4 separate regions of the Mus musculus genome follow, and regions 2, 3 and 4 are each linked to region 1. A link is a contact called in public promoter capture Hi-C data. All regions are on one chromosome and are shown on one strand. Each heading gives the region's core, a stretch centred on a gene start, on an enhancer-like site or on the middle of the called end of the contact. The rest is flanking DNA. Distances are from core to core; before and after follow the strand shown. Region 1 holds the start of Mcmbp (minichromosome maintenance complex binding protein). Region 2 holds the start of Btbd16 (BTB (POZ) domain containing 16). Region 3 holds the start of Rabep2 (rabaptin, RAB GTPase binding effector protein 2). Region 4 holds the start of Eif3c (eukaryotic translation initiation factor 3, subunit C).

What was found. Promoter capture Hi-C pulls out the DNA fragments that hold promoters and counts their contacts. Capture Hi-C pulls out chosen DNA fragments and counts their contacts.
Region 2: a contact with region 1 is called in a promoter capture Hi-C map of embryonic stem cells, with 3 times the contacts expected there. The contact joins the promoter of Btbd16 here to the promoter of Mcmbp in region 1. A contact is called at or near these places in 1 of 39 promoter capture datasets (embryonic stem cells) and 2 of 115 datasets of contacts at active chromatin or transcription factors (astrocytes and embryonic stem cells).
Region 3: a promoter capture Hi-C map of liver shows a contact between it and region 1, with 6 times the contacts expected there. The contact joins the promoter of Rabep2 here to the promoter of Mcmbp in region 1. A contact is called at or near these places in 2 of 39 promoter capture datasets (liver and pre-B cells) and 1 of 9 other capture datasets (liver).
Region 4: a promoter capture Hi-C map of adipose tissue shows a contact between it and region 1, with 2.4 times the contacts expected there. The contact joins the promoter of Eif3c here to the promoter of Mcmbp in region 1. A contact is called at or near these places in 2 of 39 promoter capture datasets (erythroid cells and liver) and 1 of 9 other capture datasets (adipose tissue).

What each region holds. Positions count from the first base shown.
Region 1 is chr7:128,739,154-128,745,548 of GRCm38.p6, forward strand. Mcmbp (minichromosome maintenance complex binding protein) reads right to left here and starts at 1,276. Exons shown (of 16, transcript NM_145955.3): 1 at 980-1,276. The coding sequence starts at 1,037. Sec23ip (Sec23 interacting protein) reads left to right here and starts at 5,717. Exons shown (of 19, transcript NM_001029982.2): 1 at 5,717-6,025. The coding sequence starts at 5,869.
Region 2 is chr7:130,771,435-130,777,499 of GRCm38.p6, forward strand. Btbd16 (BTB (POZ) domain containing 16) reads left to right here and starts at 2,635. Exons shown (of 16, transcript NM_001081038.2): 1 at 2,635-2,936; 2 at 5,653-5,759. The coding sequence starts at 5,694.
Region 3 is chr7:126,423,562-126,430,523 of GRCm38.p6, forward strand. It overlaps Rabep2 (rabaptin, RAB GTPase binding effector protein 2), which reads left to right and starts at 5,206. Exons shown (of 13, transcript NM_030566.2): 1 at 5,206-5,595; 2 at 6,015-6,224. The coding sequence starts at 5,571.
Region 4 is chr7:126,561,529-126,567,729 of GRCm38.p6, forward strand. Eif3c (eukaryotic translation initiation factor 3, subunit C) reads right to left here and starts at 4,838. Exons shown (of 21, transcript NM_146200.1): 1 at 4,820-4,838; 2 at 4,551-4,691; 3 at 3,175-3,240; 4 at 2,888-3,077; 5 at 2,099-2,224; 6 at 1,715-1,769; 7 at 1,476-1,582; 8 at 1,038-1,162. The coding sequence starts at 4,651. It overlaps Gm25579 (a small nuclear RNA gene), which reads right to left and starts at 5,621; the gene lies at 5,516-5,621. Gm24596 (a small nuclear RNA gene) reads right to left here and starts at 2,452; the gene lies at 2,346-2,452.

The DNA.
Region 1 (6,395 bases), core at 26-2,525:
CTACTACTGAGCTATAATACCCCAAGCCCGTGGTTTACTCTTTCGCGGGCTTGCACACCCCTGCCCCTGTTGAAGACACTGTGTGTTCACTGGCTATATAATCGTCATGTCTACCCAGCCCTTCTATCTGCCGGCTTTAGTTTCACCCTGGGAAACTACCTGATTAGTTAGAATTCTAGGTAAAATGAATCCGATCCGGTGGGAGCGTTACTACAGAAAACACATTCCACGGAGACCGGTGGCACAGGCCAGTCATTAAACGCACCGAAATCTGGGATGCGCGTGGGAATCGGAGGTCTGGTTAACCAAAAAAAGCAACGATGACAATTACACCTAGAATTTACTCAGCTTGCCTACAGCACTCTCGGCTCCCGTTCTGTGGCAACTCATCTAAGTAGTTGAGTATTTCTAGCTAGCCCTGGTACGGGAACAGGTAACAGAGCAGACGGGTTCTAATGTCAACAGGGCAGGAAGAATAATTTAAAAAAAAAAAAAAAAAAAAAAGAAGAAGCATTCTCCCGGATGTCAAGGGAAACAGAGAGAACTTCTGAGCGAAGGCTCGAGCACTCCCTTACACACCCCGGAAGTTTTGAAATATCCCGCAGGCTCCCACAGGCAGTGGCTTCTCTCCGCGGCCGCTCTAAGGGCCCTCCGTGGGCAAGGGGACCTCTCCGTGTCTGCAGCACCCGGGCTACGTAGGCCACCGGCCCGGAGCCAGGCCGTCAATCACAGCTAGCGCTCGGAGCCGCGGCCCCGCCGCCAGCGAGCCGCGGCCGGGCAGCGGGCAGGTGACGGGAGGCGGCGGCGGCGCCAGCGCCGGCGGCCGGAGACGGCTGCTTCTGCTCGGCTTCCAGGCCCGGGGCCACGCGAGCCCTCGGCAGTGATTCCCCCGGCCCGTCGTCCGGAGTGCGGCCGCGCGGCGGGCCTGGTCCCGCAAACTCCGCTCCCCTCCCGGCCCTGCTCGCCACGCGCCACTCACCGAAGAAGCCTTGCACGATCCCGAGCGGGTGGCTCAGCCAATCTTCTCCACAGGGCATGGCGCTGAGGGCCGGGGCCAGCGCGGCCCGTGCGGCGGGCGCTCCTCTGCGGGCCGAGCGCGCTCGGAGCCCGGCTTCTCGGGGGCTCGGCCGCTCCTCGTCCGCGCCCTCCCACGCGCGGGGGCGTCGCGAGCCACGGGCCTCCGCGCGTCTCAAGGAGAGGTGGCTGCGGTGACGGGCACGAGCGCCTCGGAGCTGCTGGCCAGCGGCCGGAGGGGTGGGGGGGAGACCGTCCTAGCCTCCACTTCTCACAATGGCGGGAAATCGCGGCCACCGACCGCGCTGCCAGCGACCTGGGTGGAGCTCGAGGAGGAGGGGCGGCGGGAGCGTGCTGCGCACTCCCGGAGGGGAGGGAGTGGGCGGGGCGGACGGCCATTTTGGAGACGGAGACAGGTCGGGCAATCCCGGGGCCGCCATCTTGGAGATGGGCAGAGGAGCGCGTCTGTGCTTGGTATAGTGGTCCCTGTGTGCGCGCCTGGTGGCAAACTCCATCAGGGTGCTTCATTGGCTCAAAGTTTGAGTCCTTGCACCTGGACCAAAAAGACGCACGTTCTGCCAACTTCAAGAGTCATCTCTAAGCAAAATTAAAGGTTGAAATTCTATTTGGTGTCTGATCATCTGATCCCCTTGTGCCTCTTGTTTCTGGTGGTAGAACTCTTCTAAGGTGCCCTGCCCAAAGTCCTGTATAAGATTTGCCCCCAGCTCAGTGAGTTCTTCCTGAACGATTTAATCAAGGAGGTTGTGTAGCCTTTGTGGGCATCTCAATATGGCCAAGGAACTGGCAAGTGCTCAGAACTCTCTCCTAGCCCAGCCTTTAGCTTCTAACCTCAAAACACCCAAATGATCTCTGCTTCCAACCTGGCAACTAGGGAGCTATGACAAGATTCCTATACAGCATACAGATCAGAACACTCTTACAGGGCAGACCCTGAAGGGCCTAGAGAATTTAGGAACTGTCAAGTTTTCATAGAGAAGACATTTTCCCTAGAAATGGGATATACCTCAGAAAACCCTGATTTCATCATCTATACCTACTCGGCTGTAAAAAGGTAGTGGTGATCTGAATGTAATCTAGAAAGTATATAGCTGAAGAATAAGAACTTCTTGGTGGCAGAACACTTGCCTGTCATGCAAGCCCTAGCAAGGGATCAAACAGAGAGAGATGGCGACAGATGAACAGAGACAGCTATGACCAAACCCAGAAACCTCTGTAGTTCAGAAGGAAAAGGGAACCAAACCTGCCCTTCTGCCTTTGTTGGTCCCCTGGAGGGAACGTATCCTTAAATCATAGCACTTGGGATATAGTCAAGGAAGGTCAGGAGTTCATAGCCAGCCTTGGCTACACACTGAATTTGAGGCCAGCCTGAGCTACCTATATATGACCCCGTCTCAAAAACAAATAGATAAAAATTAAGAGCTCCACAGTGGTGGCCCATGCCTTTAATCCTATCACTCAGGAGGCAGAAGCAGGAAGATCTCTGAGTTTGATGCCAGTCTGGTCTACACAGCGTGTTCTAGGACAGCCAGGGATACACAGGTTTTCAAGAAACCCTGTCTTGAAAGAAAAATTAAGTTTGTGATCACCCACAAAGAACAATAACTTTGTAGAGAAATGACAGAAGAAAGTAGTTCTTAGTTCCCAAAGGCAACAAGCTGCAGGAAGTCAAAATAGGAGAGATTCATGGTAGACACAGTATATAAGATCTTTCTGCTTCTGGGTTGATAAGGATCGAAAGCTCAGCCAGGCGGTGGTGGCACACAACTTTAATTCCAGCACTTGGGAGGCAGAGGTAGGCAGATTTCTGAGTTCGAGGCCAGCCTGGTCTACAGAGTGAGTTCCAGGACAGCCAGGGATACACAGAGAAACCCTGTCTCAAAAACAAACAAACAAACAAACAAACAACAACAACAAAAACAAAAACAAAAAAACAAACCAACCAACCACCAAACAAAAGGATCGAAAGCTCTTCCAGGTAACTAGCTTCTGTGTTTTCTGGTAGAAAGGGGTGGGAGGATGCCTTGAAACCCTCCTGCCTTTGTACAGACAATGGGAGGGCAAGCGGTTTTCTTATACATGGTTCTGCTCAGTTGCTTTCAGTTCAAGATAATCTTTATGCCAAAGTGGCATGATTTGGAGTGACTCGGGATGAAAGAGGGAACTAGGACTTGGCATTTCAATATGACTTTGTGTCTGACTTTTGTGAGTTGAGAAAACTAACGTGGCTAAGACACTGTAGTTGTCTGAATGAGAATGGCCCTCATAGGCTCAAAGGTTTGAATACTTGATCCCCAGTTGGTAGAACTGTTCAGGAGGGATTAGAAGGTGTGGTCCTGTTGGAGGAGATGTGCCATGGAGGCAGACTTAGCTTCAGAAACCTCCCGCCACTCAGTGTGCACTCTGCCTTCTGTTCTCAGATGATGATGTGAGGTCTCAGCTGTTCCTGTCACCATGCCTTTGCCCTGACATCGGAGACTCTGACCCTATAAAGTCATAAACCCAATTAAAATCTTTATAAGTTTTCTTAGTCATAGTATTTTATCACAACGATAGAAAAGTAACCATGACAGATGATATCACCACTGCATTCATCCATTCTTTCAGTAGAGAGAGTAGCCATGTTCTTGGAACCGAATGAGGGAAATTTCATATTTTAACTCTGTGCCTCATAATAAACAAATTAAAGCTATGTGTTAAGATATCTGGCTTTAGAGAGGCTATCATCTATCTATCTATCTATTATCTATCTATCTATCTATCTATCTATCTATCTATCTATCTATCTATCATCTATGCATTTAGCCTTAGTTTCCTTGGAACTCACTATGTAGCCCAGGCTGAGCTACATCTCCAGTGCCTATCGATGGATCCTTAATTGGGAAGAGTGCAGTCAAGAAGGGACCTGATTAGAAGAAGTTCACTCAGCCAGGGCAGTGGTGGCACACGCCTTTAATCTCAGCACTTGGGAGGCAGAGGCAGGCAGATTTCTGAGTTTCAGGACAGCCAGGGCTACACAGAGAAACCTTGTCTTGAAAAAACAGACAAAAAACAAGAAGAAGAAGAAGAAGGAGGAGGAGGAGGAGGAGGAGGAGGAGGAGGAGGAGGAGGAGGAGGAGGAGGAGGAGGAGGAGGAGGTGGTGGTCACTCAGTCACTCAGGGCATGCCCTTAAAAGGTATATCTCATTCTGGGCCCTCTTCTGTCCCTTTTCTCATCTTAATTGTTATTTTAGTTTTTTTTCCCCTTCCTGTTATGGTTTAAAATAAAAAAAAATCATATGTTGAAGTTAATTATGCAAAGTGATGGTTTTGGAATTTAGGCCTTTCTCTCTCTCTCTCTCTCTTCTCTCTCTCTCTCTCTTTTTATTCGAGACAGGGTTTCTCTGAATAACCCTGGCTGTCCTGGAACTCACTTTGTAGACCATGCTGGCCTTGATCTCAGAAATCCGCCTGCCTCTGCCTTCCAAGTGCTGGAATTAAAGGTGTGCAACACCACAGCAGGGCTGGTCCTCTGGGATCCCTGCACTCATAAAGAGGTTTGAAGCCCTAGTTCTCAAGTTTCAACTTTAGTTTTTCTTCCTCAGGGAAGCTTTTTCTTCCTTAAGTTTTTCGCTAATGATCTGATGGAGAGAGATACATGCTCGCTCTTCCTAGAATGTTTAGATCTCTGTCCCCAGATGATGTCAGTGTTCCAGGAAACACACTTAAGGAAAGCCTGCCATTTATATTATTTTGTGTTTAGTTGATTGTTTTGCCAGATTGTAAACCCAAAAAGGAAGGATTTCAGGTCTGTTTCATATATCACTCTCTGGTATATGGTTCTCAGCCTTGCTTCTTTATGATAAAGAGAATTTTCTTGACCAACTTCTAGTCTAGCATGGCTTTTAGCAGTTTGAGGCCATGTTATCTATGACTCACCAGAAGTTTCCCCATTACTAAGCTCTGTACTTCTTGGCCCCGTTGAAATGCTTGTCGAGGTAAACTCAACACTGCCAGAATTTAATGTTTTTATTCCAGCCAAAACCTGGTAGTAGGCAGATAGGTCCCCAAACCCTAAATTACAGCAGTAACTCTAGAATGTTGCAATTATACATCTTTTCTCTGCCCCTTTGAAACATAAATCGTCTACCACTTGGAACTGCCTTACCAAAGGCACTTTTTGTTGATGCACACATTCAAGGAGATAGTAGCCTGGAGTGGTGGCACACTCCTTTTAAGCTCTTGGGAAGAAGAGGCAGACAGACCTCTTGAGAATTCCAGGCAACATCATGAAAACGTAACTGAAAAAAAAAAAGGAACCCAGCCGATAATAATTCTTACTTCCAATTCTTATGACCGCCTGTCATAAAGATATAAGAATTGCAGTGTGTGGTGGTATTAATCTCAGAAATGGAAGAGCTGAGGCAGGAGGATAAAAAGTCAGTCTGGGCAGCATAGAGAGATCCTGCCTCGCAAGCAAGCAAATAAACCAACCAACCAAAAACAGATACTCCATGAGAAACTCAGGGCGTCCAGGACATCTCAGAATCTGCGACTTCGAGCGTCAATTAACGCTAGGATTCATCGGCCACACCTCTCTATTCTATGCTGTGATTCCAGAGGCTGACCCAGTCTCGCGAGACCGAGGCTGTCACGTGATAGGCTTGGGTCTGAAGCCGATTCCACCTTATTGATTTTGGGCGGCGTCAAATTCCGGAAGAAAACCGATCCCGGAGTCGCTGGCCTGTGGCACCTGTGCGCAAGTGCGGAAGTGCGGTGGCATCCTCGCTAACCGGTTTCCGGTCTGTGTGCAGCACCGGGCTCGCAGAGCCACGTAACGGCCGGGGGTCTGCAGCCATGGCGGATAGGAAGGCTAACGGCGGCGGAGCGTCCGCCTCCTCGTCAGGCACTAACTTACTCTTCTCCTCCTCGGCCACGGAGTTCAGCTTCAACGTGCCCTTCATCCCCGTCACGCAGGCCGCCGCCTCCCCGGCTTCCCTGCTCTTACCCGGAGGTAGTGAGCCGAGGGCGCTTGGGGGCCAGTGTCTGTCCCGGGAGGCGGGTGGGACAGGAGTGTCGCCTGCTCTGAGTCGCTTGCCAGGGTCAGCAGTGACCAGCTTTCAGAGGGCCAGGGACTGGAGGATCCTGGAGGAGGGGCTCCGGTGATGAGGCTTGGAACTCCTGTCATTGCGCAACTGTTTGTTGAACACCCACTGGTGTGCTGGTGCTGGCAGAAAACGCAGCTAAATTAGACAGTTACCCTTTGCTAGAATCCGAAAGCTGCTCTCTTACTGGGAAACACCGGTGATAGGGTAGGACATCACCTAGGAGACAGTAAGTTTCTCCAGAGGAGACAATGCCTCTCTTGTAGAGGACTATACACT
Region 2 (6,065 bases), core at 1,385-3,884, 2.0 Mb after region 1:
TTTGTAGCCAAGGATGACGCTAAACTTCTGATCCTCCTGCCTCTACCTTCCAAGTGCTGGGGTTACGGGGGCCGCAGTGGCCTGTTCTGTGCAGTACTGGAGACTGGACCCAGATCTATGCTTTCAAGTTAGGAAGCTTGTTGCTTAGAAGCCTTCCAGAGTTGGTACTTGTGCTGGCTAGATTCAGATTTATGTCAACTTGACAAGCTAAAGTCACCTGAAAGGAGGGAATCTCAATTGAGAAAATGCCTCAATGAAATCAGGCTGTAAGCAAACCTGTAGGCCCATTGTGGGTGGTACCAGCCCTGGGCTGGTAGTCCTGTAAGAAAGCAGGCTGAGCAAGCCGTGCCAGCAAGCTTCGATGGCTTCTGTATCAGCTCCTGCCTCCAGCCCCTGCCCTGTTTGAGATCCTGCCCTGACTTCTTCAGCGATGGACCATGATGTGGAAGTGTAAGCAAGATGAACTCTGTCCTCCTCGCCTTGCTTTGCTCCTGGTGTCTCGCTGCAATAATAGAAACCCTAACTGGGACAGAAACGGTACATACCTGCTCCCCTGGCCCTTGGTGCATAAATACACCATATGGGACCTGTGGGACTGCTCTCTGCCATTCAGCTGCCTTTGCCTGGCTTCAGACTTGTTCTGGGCTTGGCCACCTCTCTTCTGGTGTTGCCTGCTGGGGATGCTCTGCTGTGAGTGAGAGGTTGTGGGGGACAGCCGTGTTGGCTCCTCCAGTATCTGCCTTACTGAGGGACGGAGCCGTGTGTGTTTCCAGTCCCTTGGCTTCTCCTTTGGAACTCTGAGGGGCTGTGTCAACACAGAGGTATGAGACTGAGGTAGTCCTTCCCCACAGGGGAAGGGATGGGCAAATATGGCCATGGCCTTCTTTTTCTGTGCTTTAGAGTCCTCCTGTCTCAGCCTGTCTTCTGATATTACAGGCTGTTCCACACCAGATATCTGTGCTCTTCTGAGGCATAGTGGGCTACCGTATGATTCTTTTACTTGTTTGCTTGTTCGTTTTAATAGACTGGCCTCAAACTTCCTCTATAACCATGGGTGACCTTGAACTCCTGCCTCAACTTCCCAGTGTTGGGAGTGTAGGTCTGCAGCCCACAACCCGTTCCAAGAAGATTATTTTTCATTTCTTGTGAGATAATTCATCTATCTTTTTTTATGGCCTGGTTGGAGGTTCATTTACTGTTTTGACTGGGCTACACTTCCCTCTCCACAGTCTAGTTGTGTGTGTGTGTGTGTGTGTGTGTGTGTGTGTGTGTGTGTGTGTGTGTTCACTCACATGAACAGCCACCTCTCTGTCTTCATAAGCTGGCTCTATATGGGGAAGTCCTTTGCCAACCACACTCAGTACTCACTGTGGCCTCACAGCACATTTCTGGAAATGTATCTTTGCCTGAGCATGCACACACGGCCTCGCCATCAGAGGAGCTGCTCTGTTCCCTGTAGGAACTTGCTCACCTTCTCCCTCTGGGAGACTAAGCAGGTGCTGTCAGAAGCCAGTCCCTCAGGATCCAGAACACACCAGGTGGGGCAGAAAGCAGCCCCCTGAACATTGGCCTAAGGCTGGCATGGTGGCTCTGCCTCCCACCCTTCTGTTTCCCTCCCATAGGGGTGGGTGGACAACATCGCCAGCAAGTGGATGCCACCAGGTAGAACTTGCAGGGAAAGCAGCTAGACTTCCTGTGACATTGCTTGTGGCCAAGGCCACATGAAGTCCATGCTAACTCCAGCGATTCAAGAAAGTTTCCATTTCTGTGCATTTGACTTTGGCTTACAGCTCAGCTCTGGAGCGATCCATGGCGCAATCTAGCGGGGAGCTGAAGGCTTCTAAACCAAAGGCTTCAGAAAGGGATCAATACAATCAAGGTCAAATGTTGGGCTCAGGGGTGGTAAGGACTGTGGCTCCCTGGGACACTTTCCCAGTGTGGCCAATAGGAGGCGCTCAGGGGTTGTCTTTTAGCCAGTAGCCCCAGTAGTACCAGAAATAGTATCCAGAGGGCAGGTATGATATCAGGAGGGTCAGGTTCTTGTATTTCAAACACCTTAATTCAAATCCTGTGTTAAGCCTCTATTGGAGAGAAAGTTTACATAGGGGAAGTCTGAGGTAAAGGGAAGGGCAGAAGTAACAGGGCAGACCTGTACTTCAGAGCTTTCGCTGAGGCACCTCCTTCCACACACACTATCACGCCATCATCGTGGCACTGGGCTAGGAGGGAAGCGACAGACCAGACTCCAGGTTGGAGAGCAGACAGTGTGTATCTGGTGGTATGGGAAGTGCGGCAAAGGCTCTCCAAGTGTGTGTGTGTAGCTCGCTCCCCTGCAAAGGAACATAGCCCAGTTGCAGGTTTGCACTTTGAGACCCTAATGTCTGTCAGAGGGCTGGCTACACTACCCACCACTTTCTCCCACATCAAGAGACACAGTTATCAATAAGACACATTATCAATAAGGCACAGGAATGGGGGAGGGGATACACACACACAAAAAATATTAATGTAGAATTAATTAAGGCTAATTTTGGACATGGAATTCAAATTACTTTTGTTGCGAAAATATTTTGGCAGCCAGGCATGGTTATGCTAGTGACAAACTGTTTTCTGATAGCCCTGTCACCCCTCAGCAGAAAGCCTGAAGCCTCAAGCTGAGATAACACCAGAACCCGGAACAGGAAGTCCTTAGAATCTGACTGCTGTTGCCATGGTACCCACAACTACCCCCAGGAAGCCAAAGGCAGGCTCCCCCAGCAAAGCATCGCCGTAGGAGAAGGGGTGAGCCCCAGGTGTCATGAGAGCGTTCAAGATTCAGGCTCAGAAGGTGCCCAGCCTCCAACTCTCCCTTGGTTCCGAGACCAGTGCAACCAGCACCCCTCTGCTTCACTCTCAACCTCTGTGACCGTCCCCGTGGGCAGCAGGACTGCAGAACTGTAAGTGGGACTGGTACCTCATCCACAGCCGAGACCAAGGGGTCACCCAGTGATGGGAGCTGTTTGCACATAGCTCCACCAGGGCAAGGAGGCATTTCAGAGGTTCCTGGCTGGGAGCTGAAGGAGGGTCACAGACAGCTTCCTCACCAGAGGACCAAGGGAGCAACAACTAAAGCCCACAGAGGGCACAGCTCCCAGTGAGACAAAAATAAAAATACATTTCAGTGCTACTAAGATACTCCTGGGGTTCAAGGTCAGCCAGGAAGACTCTTGTGTAAAAGAAACAGGAGCTAGAGCCAGGCATGGTGGCGTAGGCCTTTAATCCCAGCACTCGGGAGGCAGAGGCAGGTGGATTTCTGAGTTCGAGGCCAGCCTGGTCTACAAAGTGAGTTCTTCTCTACATAGAGAAACCCTGTCTCAGAAAAAAAGGAAGAAAGGAAAGAAAGAAAGAAAGGAAAGAAAGAAAGAAAGAAAGGAAAGAAAGGAAAGAAAGAAAGAAAGGAAAGAAAGAAAGAAAGAAAGGAAAGAAAGGAAGGAAGGAAGGAAAGAAAGAAAGAAAGAAAGAAAGAAAGAAAGAAAGAAAGAAAGAAAGAAAGAAAGAAAGAAAGAAAGAAAGAAAGAAAGAAAGAAAGAAAAGAAAGAAAGAGGAGCTAGGCAGCCACCTCTGAACTGAAATGACCTTTTTTTCTATGGAGGGCCCTGGCAGGAACATTTCTTCATATGCTGACCAGCTCTGTATGAAGTCTGCCTGGAACCCACTCCTCTCTCCTTAGAAGCTTCTGGGCCACGATGAAGATGCAGAGCTCATATGTGGAAAGTTGGCCAAGGGTTTTAGCTGGAGAGGTGCAGGGTCCCTCTGACTTCTGTGTGAAAAACAGGTCAGAGAAGCAGCTATGATTCCAGCCATGAACAAAAGTATGTGTGTGTGGAGGGGGCAGTGTGTGTGTGTGTGTGTGTGTGTGTGTGTGTGTGTGTGTGTGTGGTGTGTGCTATGTGCTGTGTGGTGTGGTGTGTGTGTGCTATGTGCTGTGTGTGTGTGTGTGAGATGTGCAGTGTGGTGTGTGGTATGTGTGTGTATGTGTGCTGTGTAGTGGTGTGTATGTGTTTTGTGTGCTGTGTAGTGTGGTCGTGTGTGTGTGTGTATGTGTGTGTTGTGTAGTGTGGTGTAGTGTGTATGTGTGTGTGTGTGTGTGTATGTATGTATTTAGTGTGGTGTATTATGTGTATGTGTGTGTGTTTGTGTATTTAGTGTGGTATGTAGTGTGTATGTGTGTGTGTGTTTGTGTATTTAGTGTGGTGTATAGTGTGTATGTGTGTGTCTGTGTGTCTGTGTATTTAGTGTGGTGTGTGTGTATGTATGTTTATGTATTTAGTGTGGTGTGATGTGTGTGTGTGGTATGTGCTGTGTAGTGTGGTATGTAGTGTGTGTGTTTGTGTATTTAGTGTGGTGTGATGTGTGTGTGTGGTGTGTGCTGTATAGTGTGGTATGTAGTGTGTGTTTGTGTATTTAGTGTGGTGTGGTGTGTAGTGTGTGTGTGTGTGTGTGTTTGTGTATTTAGTGTGGTGTGGTGTGTAGTGTGTGTGTGTGTGTTTGTGTATTTAGTGTGGTATGGTGTGTAGTGTGGTGTGTAGTGTATGTGTGTGTGTGTTTGTGTATTTAGTGTGGTGTGTAGTGTAGTATGGTGTGTAGTGTGTGTGTGTGTTTGTGTATTTAGTGTGGTGTGGTGTGTAGTGTGGTGTGTATTGTGTATGTGTGTGCATGTTTGTGTATTTAGTGTGGTGTGTAGTGTGGTGTGTGGTGTGTGTGTGTTTGTGTATTTAGTGTGGTGTGTAGTGTTTGTGTTTTTGTGTGTGTGTGTGTGTGTGTGTGTGTGTGTGTGTGTGTGTATAGTGTGATGTGGTGTGTAGTGTAGTGGGGGTGACTGTGCTTGAGCAAAACCTCCTGGAGATGGAGTGCAGGGAACTGATTCATCCTCATGACATCCTCTGACAGAAACAGCCCTTGGTGCTTGTACCTCAGTCCCTGTATTGGGTCCTGGTTTTCCTGGTGTCCTCACCCATCAGCATCTCTCAGTCAGTCCTACCGTCCTCTTCCTATTAACTGTTTTTGGCATACCATTAATCAGATTGGTTTCTGTCGCTTATAACCAAGTCATCCTAACTGCATTCAGATCCAGCAGGAAAATGGATGCCCCGCCAGCCCTCTCTCCTGGCCTTTAAGCCACAGTAATCATAATCCCACTGGACACTACATCCCTGTCCAGCCCTGGCTAACTGATAAAGCCACCCATACAGTCTCCTGATCCAAATAAAGAATACATGCTCACCCTACTTGAGGACATACATTGATCTTCATCCTCTCGATAATGTGAGAAGGCATATCTTCTTGCTCCTCTACCTAAGCTACTCTTCCAAAATCATGGCATAGATTGATCTATCTGTCTGTCCATCCATCCATCCATCCATCCATCCATCCATCCATCCATCCATCCATCCCAGGCTAGAGCTCTTGTGTAGTATGAGACACTACATCCAAGTACAGAACAAACAAATACTTAGCCATCCTCTGGCTTTGACACGTGACCCACATTTGAGGCTTTCTCATGATTCCTTTTATGGTAAACTACGAACTCTTTAGGTCAGCCTCCTCTACAGTATTCTGATGGGATGCTTTAGAGACATACGAAAGTGTCATCTTCAGCTCTTTGTCTTCCAGGTGCTCATCACTGTCCTGCTGTGTCATCTCCACTGTCATTCATGAAAATGTTGAATTCAGTAAGTGGATCCTTTCGCAAGAAGGCCGGTGACAGCAGGTCTAGAGAGGTAGTTATACATGCAAAAACCACAGTTCTCAACTCAAGCTGGGGAAGGGATGGTTTATTCTGGAGCCAAATATAAGTGATCGTGCCTCAGGAATGCACATTTAGGTTACTCTGAGTTCCATTCTCTAACATGGTAGAGAATGCCTCCGTAGCATTGTATACTAACAGATCACTATCGGATGTGTCGGTGGGAAATCTCTGCTACAGATGGGATGTTAACTGATGACATTTTGAGTTTTTAGGCTGTTAATATATTGGGAAATCGTTTCACCTGATAGTCACAAGGGTGTGTCAGACACAGAGGCAG
Region 3 (6,962 bases), core at 3,956-6,455, 2.3 Mb before region 1:
CACTCTTCTTCTTCTTCTTCTTCTTCTTCTTCTTCTTCTTCTTCTTCTTCTTCTTCTTCTTCTTCTTCTTCTTCTTCTTCTTCTTCAAAAAGATTTATTTATTATTATATTTAAGTACACTGTAGCTGTCATCGGATGTACCAGGAGAGGGCATCAGATCTCATTACTGTGCTAGGCCATGTGGTTGCTGGGATTTGAACTCAGGACCTTCGGAAGAGCAGTTATTGCTCTTACCCATTGAGCCATCTCACCAGCCCAAGACTCACTCTTCTTCCACTGCTTTCACTTACTTGTCAGAACATCTATTGGAACCTACTTCTACAGAAGACCATTTCAAATAACTAGCCTCATGGGACTGAGCTACTATTTCCCACCCACAGCTGCCCATTGTTGGGTTAGTTGGACTACAGACTGTAAGTCATCAAAGTAAATCCCCTTAATATATAGAGACATTCCCTAAATTCTATAACTCCCCAATTAATCCTGGCATTACACCCATCATATGACTGGCTCTACCTTTCTGGCAGGTTTATTAGGAGGCAGCTCTAGGTGGCATACCTGATCTCACAGGTGGAGGTCAGTGACATCACACATCATGGCGAAAGCAAGGGGGTTTTATAAAATTTAGGCAAGGAGTGATGACGTGCCAGCTAGGAACTGGGAACTGAGCCATACGTGGTCAAAACCGAGCACCTGGGCAGTAACTCTTGGGTGGGTTGCCAGAAATACAGACATGTTAGCCCAAAGTAGTTTTCCAAGCAGACGAGGGCATTTCCTCTGTGTGGGTGGGGGTGGGGGAAGAAGGGCAGATGGGGTTTCCCAGCTTGTGCAGGGGATGAGCAGGGGTTCCAGCCTTACAGTCCTCTCTCCAGCTCTTGTATTCTGTCAGTGAAGCTTTCCTGTTCAAGCCCCTACATTTTCATTTCCTGATTTCCCTGAGTTTGAGTTTTCTTTATTGATCGCACTTCCACTTTCAGGTTTTGAACTGTTTTGTTTGTTTCCTTCCACAGTTGGTTGTGTTTTCATAGGTTTCTTTAAGGGATTTACCCGTTTCTTCTGAGAATCGCCAGCATACTTATAAAGGCTACTGTAAGGTCTTTCTCTTGTGCTTCAGTTGTGTCGCCATTTTTCTGAGCCCACTGTGCTAGACCTGCTGGGCTCTAGTGGAGACAGATTGCCCTGACCGTTACTGTGTTTTATGATCATGTCTAGGCATTTAGGCTTGAGAAAACTGTGATTCTAGACACTGGTATCTGGCCTTGTCTTTGTTGGGGGGGCTATTTTATTCCTTGGTTTCTGTTGTTCCTTCTGGTTCTTAGAAGGTTGTGTATCTGTGTTGTTGCTGGTAGGAAATTTTTCTGGGATCCGGCTAAGTGTGGCCACTGGGGGATTCAAGTAAAATGTATTTCTATGTATTAGGACCTAACACTTGCCACTGGAGATGGGCTAAGAGGTGGGGGGTTTTAGTGGGTACATAAGAGGGAGGAAAGTGGGGTGTTCCACCAGGATTTGCTGATTCTTCTGGCAATGGGAGACAGAGTTAGGAAAGGCCACAGCAGGTACTCTGCTACGGAGCAAGGGCTGAGACTGGGAGAATGGAGTTGGAGGTGAAGAGGAAGAAATGAACACAGCCTAACTGCTTCCCTCTTGTATTGTTTTTAAAATACAGTTCCATGCAGTTTATATTAGCCTCAAACTTGCTATTTTGTTGAGGGTGACTTTGAACTTCTGGCTCATCCTCCTCTCTACCTCCCAAGTGCTAGACTTAATTCTGCACGACATAGTTGTAGGTTCTGTTTGGTTTTGGTGGTGGTATGGTCTTAGGGTTTTTTGTTTTGTTTTTTTAACACTTTGGGATAGGGTTTTACCCTATAGCTCAGACTGTTTTAGAACTCACTATATAGCCCAAGATAGCTTCAAACACAGCAATCCTCCTGCCTCCATCTACCAAGTCCTTAGATTGTTGAAATAAGGCAAAAGACTGGTTTTTTTTGTTGTTGTTGTTGTTGTTTGGTGTTTTTTTGTTGTTAAACTTTTTGTTCTTTCTTTCTTTCTTTCTTTCTTTCTTTCTTTCTTTCTTTCTTTCTTTCTTTCTTTCTATCTTTCAAGAGTCTTATGTTACTCAGGCTGGCCTCAAACTCCCTATGCAGTTCATGATGCCCTTAGAATCTTGATTCTCCTGCCACCATCTTCCAAGTCCTAGACTTACAGACCTGAGCTACTAAGCATCTGGGTTTGGGAGGGGGGTTGTTTTTGAGGCAGGGTCTTGCTATGTAACTAAGGCTAGACCAGAATTTCCACTTCTTCTGCTTCAGCCTTCCCAGTGGGATCTTACATTCCTACACCACTGCAACTGCTGACATATTTCCTTTAAAAGGAAACTAATGGTTTTATTTTTTTGAGACAGTGACTTACTTAGCTCTGACTGGCCTGGAATACTTGTAATGTAGATCAGGCTTGTAAAAGTAACTTTCATCTCCTCAGATGAAGGGATGAGATGAGAGTCATATCCAAGCTGTGCCTATATATACTCCTTGGGCTGAGCCAGAGTGTTTCTTTCTCTGTTCTAAGTATCCCTGGGCCTGGGCTTGGAGCCTTTGAACAGTCTGACTGATTCAGTCTGGCTTCTCTTGGCTTCTGACATAATTGCTTGGAAAAACTGTCTCTGAATTCCACAAACTGAACTTCACTGACCACACAAACTGAATGGAACTGCACAAACTCAACTACATTCAACTGAACTGCACCAACTGCACTAAATTCAACTCAACTGAATTCAACTGCATTGCCTGAACTCTACTGCACGCATAGAACCAATTCAACTCTGCTCTCTTCCCTGGGCTGTTCTGGTGAGAGTTAGGCATATCATATCTCTGACTCATTCTGTCAAATCTTTCTCTGATTCACCACTTACCTCTCAATTAGATGTCACTTCCAAACATGGCTGCTCCCTTCTTCAAACTTTCTCTGCATTGTTAGGGATTAAAGGTGTATACTAAGGGTATATCTGTATTCCAGCCTGAGGGATTAAAGGTGTGTCATTCCAGTCAGATCACACAGACCTAGGTGTAGCATGATTTATGTGCCTGACCCTTTAAAGGACTCTCTGCCCTTCAGTGTCAGTTGCCTCTTAGAATTCTGGGAACAAGAGAGGTCATAGAAATCCAGCAGGGCTGAGAGCTTGGAGTAGGGTTCAGGAATAGGATTCAGAGATAGTAGAGAGAAGCTTCCAGTAGGCAGACAAATAGGGTCAGAGAGCTAAGTGAGAAGATAGCTGGTGACAGCTGAGACAGGAGAAGCAGAGCTGAACAGAGAAGATATTGTTGTTGTTTTTGTTTTTTGTTTTGTTTTTTTTCCGAGACAGGGTTTCTCTGTATAGCTCTGGCTGTCCTGGAACTCACTCTGTAGACCAGGCTGGCCTCGAACTCAGAAATCCGCCTGCCTCTGCCTCCCGAGTGCTGGGATTAAAGGCATGCGCCACCATGCCCGGCTGAGAAGATATTGTAAGGAGCCAGGAGAAGAGTGTATGAAGAAACCACTAAAAGTCGCTGAATATACAGAAAAAAAAATAGAATAAAACTTACACCTAGATCTTTGGATGTGATTCCTTGCCAGAGCAGCCAGGTTGCTGGATTAAAATTCCTCTACAAGGCTAGCCTGTAACCAAGAGGAAATCTGCTTTGCTGTGGGTGCTGAAGCTGTAAACGATGTCATCGGGCTCCCACAGCAAATACTTTTACCCACAATGTAGTCCCTCAATGGCATCCCGCAAAAGATGTCAAAGCGGCAGTCAACCCCAGCCACAATAAAATGCCCTCGCAGAAGCTATCAAAAATGCCAGCTCCTGTCAAAATGGTGGCAGGGAGGAGGCCTTCTCAGCCTGCAGCCATCACAGGAGCTGTCCACTCGGATGCATTTCCTTACCCCCGCCCCCACCTCAGCAGGAGCTGTCCACGGTGGTAACGCCTTTCCTGCCTCGGCCTACACTCTTGGTGAATTACTACAGCAGGAGCTCTCCAGCCTCGCCAGCGGCCCTACAGAGGTGGTGCCTCAGTAAAAGCCGGCTGTGGCCAGGAAGGACTTCCTACCTTAACCCATAGCCTAGATGCAGGAAAAAAGGAAGGCGGGGGGGGGGGGGGGGGGAGTCAACAATCCTTAAGCAGGGAAACCCACCAATCTCTGGGCTTCCCGCAAAACCCCACCAATCCCTGAGCTCCCCAAAGTCAGGACTTGAAATCCCACCAATCCTTAATCTGGAACTCTCTGCCCTGAAAAGCTCCACCCCTAAGAAATCCTATCTAAGCTCTGCCCTCTATTTAATTCCGTGCTGTCTGCTCCTGGGAACAGAGGGCAGCCACCCCTGGATTTGTTCTTCACACCCAGGACCCTCCAATAAATCTCTTTCATGAGATTTTTCAAGGCAGGATCATATCAGCATCCAAGCAGACATTATGCAGAAGGAGCTGAGAGTTCAACATTTTGTTCTGAAGACAGAAGACTGGCTCCCAGGCAGCCGGGGGTGGGGGTCGGGAGGGAGTCTTAAAACCCACACCCACAGTGACATACTTTCTCCAAGAAGGCCATACCCACTCCAACAAAACCACACCTCCAAATAGTGCCACTCCCTGGGCCAAGCATTTTCAAACCACCACAGGCTGTCTGGGGATAATCTGTAGTGGGCTCCCTCTAACACTAAAAGCCCACCAGTAGGCACATAGGAGGAGGAGATAAGGGTTATCTTGCTAGTTCAGGCGTGATGGGTACTACGATTGGGTGTTAGTGCTGGAGAAATGAGGAAGGCATCCTGGTATAAGTACACTGGTGTGCATTCCAAGGAGACCACAAAGAATCAAGGACTTCCAGGTTCAAAGTCTTTTATAGAAAACCGGTTTGGAGGCAGGGGGACCCAGGCTCTGTACTTGTTTGAATTGCTGTGACTCTCCAAAGCGAGAGGTCATACATAATGAGAGATTGACCCAGACCCAGGCTGAAAGATTTACAGCCCTGGGAGTGGAGAAAGAGATTTGCAGGAAGCCATATGAAAATGGGATTGGAGACACGTAGATTTCGCACCTCTGCCACTGACTGCGCCAAGCTTCAGAACGCCAACCCAGCCCTGGCCCGCGGGGCGGAGATGCTGGGCGGGCCGGGCACACTTCGCAGTAACGCGAGTCGGGTTACGGCGGAAGGGCGGCCGGGCGGAGGGAAGGAGGAGGCCGCGCGCAGCGTCCTCTAGGACTAAGACCAGGCGTTCCAGGAGGTGGCCTCGAGTGGAGCCTCAGCAGATCCTCAGCACCAGAGAAGACTACCGCAGACCCGAAGCCCTCGGAGCTTCCAGGGAGCGCGGGAGCGCGGGGGCGGTCCCACGAGGCTGCAAGAAAGGCGGGATCCAGGCCGCGCGTCCACTCGAGTGCAGTCGGCGTCTCTTGACCATCCCGCCCTCCCACCCCCCGCGGCCCCTGCAGAGCCGATCCGGAAACAGCCGAGCGGATCCGGAAACAGCCGAGCGGACCCGGAAGCGGGAGTGCCATCACCAGTGAGTGCGGGAATCCGCCGTTTGGGCTGAGACGATGGCAGCTGCGCCAGCAACCCTAGGTGAGAATCGGGGGCACCGGCGGCCAGGAATCGGTGCGGGAGTTGCGCCGCTGCGCACGTGGGGAGCAGGGGGCTGGGGGCGGAGCCGAATGCGACTGCTGGCGGCAGCCGGCCAGCGCGGAGGCTCGGGAAGGGGGCGGGGCACAGCGCCCACCGGGGTGGGCGTGGCCTACACGGTGGGTGTGTCTGTGGGTGGGGCAGGTAAGGGGGCGAGGCGGGGCCACTGGAAGGGATTGGACGGTCGAGCCAAGTTAGTTGGGACTCCGGGAGGGGCAGGACCAGGGGAATGGGATGAGGTCCTTGTAGATGGAGAGTAGGACTGGGTTACTGGACTGCTGGGTGGCCTGAGGTGTTAGGAGATCGGCAAGCCGTGGGAATAAATCTTGGTCACTGTCCCCCCCACTCCCCGCTCCCCACAGCGCTGGATCCCCAGCCCCAAGAGAAGCAAAAGGATGCATCCGAGTCAAGTGAGCTCAGTCGGCTTCGTGCCGAACTGGCCGGTGCCCTGGCAGAAATGGAAACCATGAAGGCTGTAGCTGAGGTGAGCGAGAGCACCAAGGCGGAGGCAGTGGCTGCAGTGCAGAGACAGTGCCAAGAGGAGGTGGCCTCCCTGCAGGCCATCCTGAAAGGTGAGGCACCCGCTCCCAACACAACCCACCCGACAGCCTGTCTGCCTGCGCCCCTCTAGCAGGGAATGCAGGGCGAGGAGGGCTTCAGATGAGCTTCAGGTAGCTCAACAGAGAAAAGACTGTGTCCCAGAACCTGAGTGCCCCTTTCTATTTTGCAGAGAAACACCACAAGTGTTGTCAGCAACTCTTGTCAGTCACAGCTAAGTGTAGCAATCATCTTTACCCATGATACCCATGGGTATCATTTCTTGTTCTTGCTGACATAAGATCAGCCCAGAATACGAGCCAGAAACTTCGCATTTCTCTGAACCACCCTCATTTTCCTCTGGGCCTCGAGGCTCGAAACTCAGCCTGTTGTCTCTGAGCTTAGTCCTATGATTTCCCTTCCTTCCCAGGTATCCCTACAGCACCCTACACAAATACATGCATCTCCTTCCTTCTCCCCCTCTGTCTCATGGCCTCTGTGGATTGGGAGACACCAGCTTTCTTGGTCCCAGGTCCTCTGCCTTTTCCTGTTCTCCTCTGGGCAGAGGTTAGAGTGTCCTCAAGGATGTCAGACCTGCCCCTACTCTGTTTCCTGGCAGTAGTATTACTATGGCATGCTCTATTGGACTGCTGCTCCAGCCCCTCAGATCTCCCTCTATGGTCTGCCCTTGACCTTGGATTCCATAGTAAAGGGCCTGAAATTCCCTTCCCATCCTACCAGGCCTGGGAGTTTTATCTGTAATCCCAGCTCTG
Region 4 (6,201 bases), core at 3,588-6,087, 2.2 Mb before region 1:
GAACATTAAATATGTCTATTTCTGTAAAACTTCTCAGTAGTAAAAGTCTGTAAACCCAGCCAGGCATGGTGGCTCACGCCTTTAACCCCAGCACTCAGGAGGCAGAGGCAGGCGGATTTCAGAGTTCGAGGCCAACCTGGTCTACAAAGTGAGCTCCAGGACAGTCAGGGACTATACAGAAAAACCCTGTCTTGAAAAACCAAAAAAAAAAAAAAAAAAAAAAGTCTGTAAACCCTCCAAAGAGACATAGCAGACGATGTTTGAGCAAACTCTGATCAGTCTTGTCTCTCTGAAGCACGTGATGAAAAATGTTTCTGAACAAAATGCCTACCAACGCTCTTTAGCTTATATCTAGCCCTTTCTAATGTCGAGGAATTTACTGTTCCCTGTAGCAATGCAATTCAAACTTCTAAAACCAGCAGAGCATCCCAATGAGCACCAACCATGCAGTGTATTCCTTTAAAGGCATTATTCTTTCTCATTGAGCTCTTCCCCGCCTATCTTCCCTAGCCCAACCAGCTAAGACTGGTCACAGAGCAACCTCTGACCACTGCAGTTAAGTTTACAAAGGCTTGCTGCACTGCACGTACCATGCACCAAGAAGCAAGATTATCAGGAAGGGCAAACACAATAGCTAGCAGCTATCACTGAGTGCCCTCCACATGCCAGTCCTATACTGAACTGGTTCCCTACGCTACCTGGAACAGCTCTCCTGGGTGGTAATGCCCCTGTCCATTTCAGATGCAAGAACCTAAAGACTGAAAGACATGGCTTGCTGACTATCACATAACCATAGATGCCACAGTGAGATTTTTACTGAGTGTATGGTTAAATATTTGAACTCTGGAGCCTTCAAACCCTATCTATATTCAAGCCACACTAGCTTTGCAATCTGGTACTTGGTTCTAAAGCCCTGCTGTGAAAGGGGAGCAGGGGCTTCAACCTAAAGCCTCTGTGGAAGCGAAGGGCAACAGTGTCCGGATGATTAAAGGCTTTCACGCCCTCCCATGTAGCCTCCAAACCCATTACCTCCTTACTTTTTAAGGAACTTTGAGGCCAGAACAGTTTGTTTTCCTTCTTCTTCCTCAGAGTCTGAATCAGAAGATGTGGAGCTGGTGTCCCATTCTTCATCTTCAGAATCTTCAGAGTCCTCATCATCATCCTGTGAGGGAAGAGGATCAGGAGGAAGGCAAGGCACTCTGTGCTCCTCCCCGACACACATTCCAGGCATTACCCCTGACAGAATATGGAGTCAGGGCATCAGAGCAAACAGTCCATGTAACTCTGGATTACAAATCACCCAGGGGAGTCCCCACAGCTCCCCAGCACAGTGGGGAGCCTGGCAGTTGGATCCCAGTTCACCTAGTGTCTAACTCACTCTCTGAACCCAAGGGCACCATAAGATTACATTTCTTCTTCCCAAGACCTAAACATCCTGAGAGGAAATCACCCAGGATACACCTGGGATCGCTTACTTCCATCTTTTTGTGGAACTTCCGACTCTCTCCAGAAGATTCTTGCTTCTTCTTCAAGAAAGTCGTATTACCGACTCCGTCCTCGTCCTCATCCTCATCTGAAGAGCCTGGTAGGAAGTGGGAGGAAAAAAAGCCAGACACTGAAGGCCAAGACTGAAAACAGAAATGAGATCAAGAGAACCCATGGCATGGCATAGCATTGGGCCTTCTAACTATCTTCAATAAAGGTCTTCTCTCACCTTCGGAGTCTTCCTCATTCTTTTCTGCATCTTCATCTGCAGACTGCTCAGGGTTCTGCATTGAGGAAAATCAGAGAACTAAGATGCCTACCATAAGCCAAGGATGGTGGCCCATGCCTTGAATCCCACCACTCAGGAGGCAGAGGTAGGAGATCATTGGGAGTTCAAGGCCAGCCTGGTCTACACAGTGAGTTTGCTACAGTGAGACCTCCAACTCATCAATCACAAAAGAACAAAACGTCTGCCACATACAAGCCTCCTCCTTCTGAACCCGTCAGTTTGTTATGGTTCTCTCCTTAGCCATGTGTCATCTACCCATGCTCTGGAGTTTTGTCGGAGGATCAAACTCCTCCTAGTTCAAACCTTAGCCTCTGGCCAACTCACCTGCTTGTAGTTGGTGATGTGTGACTCGAAATCTCGGTTGTATTTCCGGATCTTCTGGCGCAAGGTACTCAGAGCCTTGGCGTTGTTTTTATTCATCTTCTTCTTTCCTTCTTTATCTTCCCAAAGCTATCAGGGGTAAAAGGAAGAATAGGGACCCGAGGCTAAGTGGCATTTTCAAAATGTAGGCTTTAAAATCCCCTCCCCTCCCGGGATCTTGCTATCTAGACACCATCTGTACCACTATTTTTTTTTCTTTTTAAGCTTCACGAATTTGCGTGTCATCCTTGCGCAGGGGCCATGCTAATCTTCTCTGTATCGTTCCAATTTTAGTATATGTGCTGCCGAAGCGAGCACAATCTGTACCACTATTAACCAAGACTGTTAACTAAGCAGCGCTGGGGACTCAATGGAGGCAAGCAGCCTACAGCTGACCTACACTCCAACCCAGGACTAGGAAGGCAGGGGTGGGCAGATCTCTGAGCTCGAGGCCAGCCTGGTCTACAGAGTAAAGTAAGTTCCAGGTTGGCCAAGACTATACAGAAAATCCCTGTCCTGGAAAAAAAAAAAAAAAAAAAAAACAAAGTAACGACAAGAACAACAAAAAACAGCCAAACCCCAATAAATATAGTCAAGCTTTTGCCCAAAAATAAGTTTTTCTCCTTGCTTTATCTCATTTTCTATTTTCTAGGCACCACTGTAGATAAGAAGGCAAAGAGCCCTGAGGAGAGCCCTGGCAGCAGGCAAGCAGCACAGCCAGGCCCACACCCCTCTGCATGCTCAGAGTCACACCTCATTAAGATAGTCCTCCAGGTCAGCCAGTATTCGGATGTAGAATCGGGGGACACCTTCCTTATCCACAATACTCTTGGCTTTCCCATAGGCCTTTCCCAGGAGCTCAAACTCTTCTAGACACTTGGTGACATCTCGAATCTTCATGGCATTACGGATGGTTCGTATGAGGTTGGTCAGCTCCTCAAACCTGGGTAGGAAGTTCAATACCAGATTGGCTGTGTCTGTCTATCATGGAGAAAACAATACCATCACTCCCCCTAACCCCTAACCTACGACAGCCTCACCTCTTGTCCTTGGCGCTTCGGACAACTCTCTTTGTATCCTCCTCATCCTCGCTCAGTAACAAAGGCCTGTATGAAAGGAACAGAGACCATTACCCTTCAGTCTTAGCTAGTGTTATTTCTCTTATCAGATGAGAACCGAGGCATGCATACCATCTTCTTCTCTGATCCTTGTTCTTCATACTCATCTTAAGCAGCTGCAACTCTAAATGAGGTCTCTTGTAAACCCTGACAGTATCTACAAGAATGTCCCCAAGAACAAGTAACAGAAGGCTTATAGACTGTATGAGACAACTGTCTAACAGCACATATGGCTACAAGTACCTAAGAAAGCAGCAGACAAAAGGCCCCCTAACTCTAACAAATGGGAAAAGCTCCAAGGAGCTGGTACCTAGCCAGATTCTAAAAAGAAACATTTCCCAAAATAGGAGAGGCCACTAGTTTTGGTGAATTCTAACACTCTCTTTGATTGTATTTTTTTCAATAATGGGTGAAAGCATTCAGTTAGCAACAGTGTCTCTATTATTTTCTTTCCATGGTATTAACTTTTCCTGACAATTTTTTTTTAATATGGGACAAGTGATAGTTTTTCCACTTTGGACAGTGTTATGCTATCGCAGTCACATGGATATGTCTGGATATTCATCTACAATTCTCTACAAGTCTCTGTGGAGCGCCGGGCGTGGTGGCGCACGCCTTTAATCCCAGCACTCGGGAGGCAGAGGCAGGCGGATTTCTGAGTTCGAGGCCAGCCTGGTCTACAAAGTGAGTGCCAGGACAGCCAGGGCTACACAGAGAAACCCTGTCTTGAAAAACCAAAAAAAAAAAAAAAAAAAAAAAGTCTCTGTGGAGGTAAGTATGTCTTAAAACCCTTCAGGTACACAGCAAAAACAATGTTGTTTTGAGAACTGTTTCAAAGTTCAAAAAGTTTTAATTTACAGAGATCGAGAAAAAGACAGTAAATAAAGATGAACACAGCAGTGTTTAGCATTTGGCACGCAGAGCCAAACGACCGGATTTCAGGGCCAAACTAACCAAGCACTGAGGGTTTCCCTCCATGAGTACAAATCATAACGACTAAGCTTAGTGGGAAGATTTACGATACGGGGAGTTTCCGAAAGCCACAGTCAAGGGGCGGGAAGGGATGCGAGAGATGGAATGTGGGCAGGAGTTACGAGGCTGCAGACTTGGAGGCCTTAAGAGCTGATGCAATACTAAGCAACGGAAAACCTCTCCTCCTCCTCGGTACCGAGGACGCCGAGGGCTCCCCCAGCTCGCTGCGAGAGCTCCTTTCTCAGACGCGCCCAGCCCATGGCTCCGCTCGCCCACCCGAGCCCCCGCAGCCCGCCAAACCCGTCCCCTCCGCGCCCCCAGCTCACTGTTTGCCGTAGTTCCCGGAGACCGGTTTGGTGACGAGCTCCTCCCCGGACAGGGACGACTCCGACTCACTGTCCGAGCCGGTGGTGAAGAATCGCGACATGGCGACGGCGCTGAAGGGCTGAGGCGCTCGCGGCCGGAACCTGAGGAAACCCGCGGCGTCAGGGTTTGGGGGCAACCGCGGCTACCATCTCCCGACCCGGACCCCCGTTCCCGCCTGCACGGCCTCCCCCTTGCCCTCCACGGAGCACGAGGCCCAAGAGACACGAACCAGCTAAGCTGCCGAGTCCCTCTGAGCAGGTGAGACAGGCACGACGCCGGAAGAGGAAAAGGTTGGGGGGGCGTCACTTCCCGGAAGCACCAAAGAATGCGCTAAATAACTACAATTCCCAGTGGCCTTTGCGCTATACACGGCCTGGGACGAATTAGTAGCCGAGGTTCTAAATCTTATCTAAACTAAGACTGACTGGCTGCTCACTAGGACCGCCCGGACTAGGCTGCAAGACTGACAATATAGAATTTAGTAACCGCCCCATGGTGCACGTCTGTAATTCCCTACACTAGAAAGGGTGAAGCAGGAGGATCATGGGTTCAAGGCCAGACTGGGCCAAAAAAAAAGAAAAAAAAAAAAAAAAAAAAAAAAAGCTAAGCTCTGAAGCCTGCGGAGGTGGCTCAACACCTTTAATCCCAGCGCTCAGGAGGCAGAAACAAGTGGATCTCTGAGTTCGAGGCCAGCCTGGTCTCCAGAGCGAGTTCCAGGACAGCCAAGAGAAACTATGTCTCGAAAAAAAAAACAAAAAACAAAAAAAAAAAACAAAAAAACAAAAAGTATTCTGGCCGCCCATCTTAACTTCAGAGTAAGAATCTAAGGGCTGGTGTCAGCTTGATGCCGATGTCCTGCGAGGTTTTGGAGGAGTGTCGTTGTTGTCATTTTGTTTTGTTTTGTTTTGTTTTAGAAAAGGATTTTAAAAATACGGAACGCTTTACAAATTTGTGTGACATCTTTGTGCAGGGGCCATACTAATCTTACCTTATCTTTCCAATTTTAATATATATGCTTCAGAAGAGAGCATGGTTTCTCAGGTTTAAGCAAACTTCATAGATCTTGAGTGTTGGAATCCTGTCTTTACCGTTTTCTTAGGCAAACTTTCTAACTTCTAATCTCTCTCTGCTCTTCTCCCTGTGCTACAAACAAAGGGGAATAATAGCACTTGTTCATTTGATATTAGGAAAATAAAATGAGAACATATGATGTGTGTGGGACAGTACCTTGTGCAGAATGAGCATATACTAGCTAGCCACTGGACCCACGAGGTGTTTCAGATGAAAAAGCACTTGTCACCAAGCGTAAGAACTTGAGTTAGTTCCCTATGGCCACAGAATAGAAAAAACAACTCCTGATAGTTGTCTTCTGACCACCTCCCCTGACTACCACCCTACCACCTCCCACCTCCCCCAATTCCTAGTGGCCTTTGCAACATACAAGGCCTAGATTTTTGTAGTACTGGGTATGGAACCCAGGGTCTAGATCCATACTAGGCAAGCATTTCACCAACTGATGTCTGGGGTGCCCAAAAATAAACAGTGAAGTATAATTCTAGCAAAATGGCACTGTTGGGTGGGTTTTATATAAAGACGGCCTTGAGGTCAGAG